Linked DNA regions of Mus musculus: region 1 is linked to region 2. Evidence: chromatin contacts called from public HiChIP or PLAC-seq data. All regions are on one chromosome and are shown on one strand. The core of a region is the stretch at or near the end of the contact, and the rest is flanking DNA. Distances in the headings are between cores, read along the strand shown.

Region 1 (3,137 bases), core at 19-2,518, 330 kb before region 2:
CTAGACCACCCTTTTCTTTCACCTGATGCTGGCCTGATCCGAAGCTTGCCTAGCAGGGCTGGAACCCTTTACTACACCACTCAGTTCTTCCTATATCTATTCTGTAGGGTATTGAGTAAAGAAAACTCTGTCAAAATGAGGATGACAAACTATCCTGACTTGCTTGTGACTGTTTCAGCACCAAAGTCCTGGAGTCCAAGAAGACCTGCCCTTGGTCACTCCAAGCATCTCATTGATCTTTAGGCCTGGATTGAGGGCCAACTAGTCAGTTATGTTTTGTAGGAGTTTGCTTATTTATTATAATCCTATCAAAGGCCCTTGAGATGGCTCAGTGGTATGGGCACTTGCTGCCATGCCTAATGACCTAAGTTACATAACCATATCCACAGATAGAAGGAGAAAGCCTAATCTCTCACATGTCCTCTATCTCCACAGGCAAACGCAAGAGTGGAAGAGCTTGCTCTTTCTCGAGCGTGCTCTGCTCTCTCTCTCTCTCTCTCTCTCTCTCTCTCTCTCTCTCTCTCTCTCAATGTTACAGAAGCTGTGATATCAAATTGAACTGAATGGGATTTTAAAAATAACTGTGTATATTACACCTATTTACGGTTTTGATGAATCCAGGCACAAATCATTTGGAATTTTGAAAACGTAGGTAGTTTATGAAGGCAGAAAAGGTGATCTTTCCCTTTACAAGCACTAGGTGGCAGTGTGGCTCTGCAAAAATGCAACTGACCTCAGTTAAACATTTTTGGTGGTTATTTTCCACAGGCAATTTCCAGGAAGGTGAGATGATAGCTTAGTAATTATACAGGATATTAATGAGCTTTCTTTATTTAGAATTCCCACATTCAGCTCCATTTGTCCTGTAGACAGCTCTGGCCCAGGGCTGAACTTCCAAAGCCATGCTGTGGAGAGCGATACATGGTCATCTCGCGGGTGACATGCATGTGGTCTTCTGTCTTTTCCCTTCATCCTGTCCATCTCCGTTCCTCTTTGTACAGAGGAATTTCTTTCATCACAACTGCCATTTTTGTTGTGAGGACAGTTGGGTTTTGAGGACCAAGGATCTAAGTGGATGAGGGATCCCGTCAGGGAATTCTGGACATGTCAACTCAGGCTGCACTGCATATAATCCAGAGCAAAGACATGCAAAAGCTGTCCTCATTCCCTTCATTTTGCCGTATCTGATCCTAGTTCCTAGGTCCCTCGAGTTCTTGCTTAGCCACACATCTCACTGGGGCTCATCTTGAGGTATGTGGACAAGTATGCTCTTTATGTGTAACATGACTGCCTCCTGGTGGCCTGGGTGCCCCATGCATTTCCTGGGTCACTTATTCAATCCCTCAAAGACTAGGAAATGAAGTTCACCCTCCCTATGAGGGACCAGAAGGTGTGGCCTCTGTAACTGTGGTCTTCTGGCACATACTTCATTCTCTGCTTGTTTATTGTTTGAGCCGAATCTCACTGGGTATTCTCCATTCTCATAATAAACTGCTAAAACATGGAATTCCTCAGACCTCCAGTCAGGCAGCCAGCCTCTCTCCTGCTTGGATCATGAGACTATATCTCACCAAATCCTTCAGGCCTACTAAAAACAAGCAGGGTGATATAGGGTCTGCAGATGGATGCCACACTCAAGAGCCATGCTGACTGCTCATTTCCTACCGCAGAAACTCTGGGTGCACTTGATCATGGTTATGTTCCCCTCTGCCCTAACATCTTCCAACCTGTGTGTGCTGACATCAGAAGCACTTGGGCCTTTAAGAAGGATCATTTGGAGTGTTAGTTCAGTAAGAATTCACCAAAACATTGATATTAACAAGGGGAGGCCCAGCAGAGAAGAATCTCAAGAGTAATTCTGTGAGCTTCAACGAGCAGACAACCAGCTTCAGTGATTTTGGTATCAAAGGCCCATTTCCTCCTCAACAGCCTGTTTGATCCTGGGTGTAACAGGCTGGTTTTCTTGAAGGACCTTTGCCCTGAGGTTGGTAGAGACTCACCAAGTCACAAGCAGTATTCTCAGACAGCTTCACTGTCCCCTGATATTATGTCATCGCCCTTTGAACTTACTGTCTTCCAAATCCCTTGAGCAATATACCATAAAAGTAAGAAATTAAGTGCTGGTATAGAATACATGATGTGGATGGACCCACATACTCCAGGGATGATGGCAGACAAGAAACATTGATGCCTTCACACAACATGGCCTGAGTCATCCATTGGTGACCTGAGAAGCGTCAAAGGGGGACAAGTTGACACTTGAGTATTCCTATTTCTGACCAGAGAACTAATAGTGAGTGTACTGGAGACCTTTTGTTTGTAATTTTTTTCTCTTGAGACTCTGCGGATACTGTTTAGCATGGCCAAAGGTCGGAAGCATTGAGCAGCGATGTGATGGGGTGAAAATTGGAAGCATTGCATAGCGATGTGATGGGGTGAAGACTCCCCTGCGTTCACAGCTCATGTAACCAATTAGAGTCCTCTGAGAGTTATAACTAGTTCTTACCTGTGCCTTTGACTTTCCAGAATGGACTTCGATGACGAAGATGGTGAAGGTCCCAGTAAATTCTCAAGGTGAGTTTATTTTACCTTTCTTAAGCCAGTAGCCAGCAGTCACATGACTGTCATGAACAGGCACTTAGTGCCTTTTGTCACTGAGCAAGCCATTGCCTGATCTCTGGCCCTCTTGTGTACGTCTCATTTAATGCAAGTATTTGGCTTGGTGGCAAGCAACTTAGTAATCCTGAAGTGTCCCAAGCCTAGCCTTGTGGTACATGCTTGAAATCTCAGCACTTGCGAGTATGAGGCAGAAAGATGGCAAATTCAAGATAAACCTAAGGCATAGAGCAAGATTTTGTCTCAAAATAACCCATAGCAAATGTGAGTTCTTAATCCTGTTTGCTTTTAAGTTAAACAGTAACTACTAACTTTAATGGTCTCCCTTTAAAAAAAAATCTTAGGGTTCAAGTATAGAGAGAATTATCAACATGAATCCTGTTTGTTTGTTTTTTTAACTATGGAAAATAAGGAGAAATACAGGAAATATGGAGCCTGTCTGGGTTGGTGTCAAGATCCTGACAATCAAGCTATTAACAGCATCTTTGGCTGGCTCTATGGCACTGCTCTGGGTGTAGCCG
Region 2 (3,203 bases), core at 231-2,730:
GAAGATGAGTATCAGGGATGAGTGTGTGGGGAGAGATCCAGGAAGCAACCTACTCTGTTCAGGTTAGTGTTCAGGCCATCAACTGAAATTGAAAACAGAGGAGAGAGTTTGGCTCGTGGGGTGATGCTCTGGACTGGGCAAGAGGTTTGAGACACACAGAAGGACGTGGCTGGTAACCAGGACAAGTCTAGTGAACCAGTAGAAGAACACTAGGCATCTCCATGGCCTGTCAGGAAAACTACCATGCATATCCCACTGTTCTAGGTTCTGAGGGTCAGAATGAAGAGAAGGAGGAAACTAACAGTTCCCGGGGCTTGGAACTAGTAAGTAGAGTTAGGCTAAATCTTTGACTGTCTTAGCCTTGTCTGTTTCCAGCCCACACATGCTGTGCTCCTGTGAGGCTGGGTGTGCTTACATTCACTCAGCAGTCAAAGACACCAGGCCTGAGGAAGCTCCTCTCACCTGTACCTCCCGGCTCTGTGTGTGGCATGGAGGGCACAAAGTGTGAGTAGGAGCAGCTGTGAATTTTACAATCTGAAAGATTTTCTCCTTACCCCCACCCCCTTACCCTCTCACTCAGTTCCTGGCAGTCCAGCCTAGGCTCAGGAGAAAGGCCCCTTATACATGCTGACAAGAGTCAGGCACAAATGATTTAGAGACTGCAGCCACTTGGCAGAGAGGGAGAGGGAGAGAGGGAGAGAGGGAGAGAGGGAGAGAGGGAGAGACGGAGAGACGGAGAGAGGGAGACAGGGAGACGGAGACAGGGAGACAGGGGGACAGGGAGACAGGGAGACGGGGAGACGGGGAGACAGGGAGACGGGGAGACAGGGAGAGGGAGAGAGGGAGAGGGAGAGAGGGAGAGGGAGAGAGGGGGAAGGAGAGGGAGAGGGAGAGGGAGAGGGAGAGGGAGAGAGGGAGAGGGAGAGGGAGAGGGAGAGAGGGAGAGGGAGAGAGGGAGACTTATAACCTTACAGATGGCAAATCTAAGGCAAGGAGGAGGAACAGGAATTACCCAAGGGCTCCTGTGAATTTGAAACATGGCCAGGTGAAGATGGAAGACAATACTGGGAAGCTGGCCAGACATCTATCTCCAGAAGGCATGCCACCAAGGCCTTTGCCCTATAGCCATGCTAATGGGCCCTCACTTCACCCACTGTAGCCTAGAGAGCAGCTGGTCAGTAGGCGTGGACTTCCTCCTCCTGTGACCACTCTCCCTTTTGCAAGACAAATTGAAACTGTCCTGGGCTTCTATGCCTGAGGTTTCCACCCACCAGCCTGTATTGCCTGGCAACATATGCCCTAGGATCCTTAGTGCATCTGGAGAAATGAAGCCCAGGCCAGAAAAAAAAAAGCCATTAAAATAAGCAGAATGCCAGGGTGGAGGGGGTGGGAACAGCTGCAGTCTTCTTCCTAAGCTTAGGCAGGTTACAACTCTGCCTGTTCCTTCCTCTCTGGGCTTTTTGGATGACCACAGCCTCCATGGTATAAGAATGCTACTGAAAGCCACCCCCAGGGTGACTCACAGGCTGTGGCAGCCTAGAGAGGAATTTCTACTCCGTTCACTTGGAGCTTTTTAAAGCCAGTTGAACCCAGCCAGCTGCTGTACAGGACACCCTTTATTTCCTGTGTCCCTACCCTACCTCAATGCCTGCCGATACAGAGTAGCAGGGGTTTGGGTGGAATGAGCAGGTGACTCCCAGACATCGGAGATATTCAGAGATGCTGGAGGCTTCCTACTCATTCTAGAATCCAGCAAGGCATGGAACCCAGACAAGTGCAGCCTCTGTTGGGTGAGCAGGACACTAGAACACAGTGAGACGCATGTCCAGTTCTCAGCATTAGAAATATCCTCTAAGTTGCCTACCTAGTCTAGAAGCATTTATTGGGAAGTGACTTTAAACTGATATATGGGTGGCATGAGATTACAGTACAGAGACCTGTTATTAGTCCCTGAGTACACAGGGTGCTGACATTCATCTCCCTGCAGGTTCTGGTTCCCTGGTCTCTTTCTCCTCACTCTCCCTCCATGGTCTTTGTCTAGGGAGGACAGGTGTCCTCCCAAAACATTTTTCCTGGACTGATTTTTAGCTTGGTTGAGTCTAGGACACCATATATTCCAGGCTTTAACATTCTGTGTTGACTTTGGCAGCGACTGTGGGGCAGACAGGCCAGAACGGAGGTGGAAAGTCTTGTAAGTGAGCTAGACAGAATCACCAGGCGGGGCCACATTGAGCCAGAGGAAATAGAAGAACACTGAGCCTAGAAGTCTTGTGCAAAGATGCACCTGATAATTTGTGACGAAAGCAGACATTCCAGGACCTGCTCTGCTATCCAGAGCTGGGAGAGTTCCCTGCTACACCCCTTCTATCCAACCTATCTGCACCTCAGTCTGACCCTGTCCTGGTTGTGCATACCCTCTACTACACCCACCTGATTCAGGGGGCAGGGATTCTATACCCACCCACATGGATCCAAGTCCCCACAACAACCATTAATTTACTTTAGGCCAGACCAGGTGGCAGAAGGAAGGAAAAACCAGGAAAAGACCATCAGAACATATTTTCTTTCTTTCTTTCTCTCTCTCTCTCTCTCTCTCTCTCTCTCTCTCTCTCTCTCTCTCTCTCTCTCTCTGTCTTCCTTCCTTCCTTCCTTCCTTCCTTCCTTCCTTCCTTCCTTCCTTCCTTTCTTCCTTTCTTCTTTGTTTTCCTAATCCTTCTGTAGCACCAGGCCCATAGGTATTCTGCTGTGGAGTTAGATGCATTCCCCACCCCAGCCCACACACACCTGCATAAACTCACACACAGGGTTCAGAGTGTGACATACATCTTCAAGGCCACGTCAGCCACTCACTTTGCCCTCTCTTCTCCAGACCAAGTGCATAGGTCCTGCAGGTAGCCCTATTGCCAGGCCTCTGAATTCAGTCCTTTTTGTCACACTCACCATGGCATTCTGTGGCAGTAATTTACTATGTCACTTGTTATTCATTTGCTTTGGTGATTGATTGATGTTATCTACCCCCCAGGAAAGTGCAAGCTCTAAGAAAACAGAAAACAGGGCCGGCCGCTCTGTTAGATACTGATTCTCTAGGGCCAAATCTAGTGCTGATAAGTAGTAGGTATTCTATCAATGATTCCCAAGTGAGGAGTTGGGGGACTTTGGAATGAGACGAAGCAAAAATTAACCTTGATTCAGCCATTTACTTC

Evidence for each region. HiChIP or PLAC-seq counts read pairs in DNA pulled down with a chosen protein or histone mark.
Region 1: a contact with region 2 is called in a CTCF HiChIP or PLAC-seq map of the NIH/3T3 cell line, with 6 read pairs. The contact joins two enhancer-like sites. A contact is called at or near these places in 2 of 15 datasets of contacts at CTCF or cohesin (the NIH/3T3 cell line and large pre-B cells), 2 of 484 Hi-C or Micro-C datasets (bone marrow-derived macrophages and embryonic fibroblasts) and 2 of 115 datasets of contacts at active chromatin or transcription factors (extraembryonic endoderm stem cells and trophoblast stem cells).

What each region holds. Positions count from the first base shown.
Region 1 is chr7:84,353,957-84,357,093 of GRCm38.p6, reverse strand. Arnt2 (aryl hydrocarbon receptor nuclear translocator 2) reads left to right here. Exons shown (of 19, transcript NM_007488.3): 3 at 2,527-2,574. Among named protein-coding and RNA genes, the nearest start is that of Gm30873, 19 kb to the right of the region's middle. Within about 2 kb of position 1,268, at least 26 of the 459 cell types and tissues checked have an H3K27ac peak or open chromatin away from gene starts, as enhancers often do. A contact at or near this core is called in the NIH/3T3 cell line, where this site is marked.
Region 2 is chr7:84,027,583-84,030,785 of GRCm38.p6, reverse strand. All of the region lies in intron 1 of Cemip (cell migration inducing protein, hyaluronan binding), which reads left to right. Among named protein-coding and RNA genes, the nearest start is that of Cemip, 57 kb to the left of the region's middle. Within about 2 kb of position 1,480, at least 105 of the 459 cell types and tissues checked have an H3K27ac peak or open chromatin away from gene starts, as enhancers often do. A contact at or near this core is called in the NIH/3T3 cell line, where this site is marked.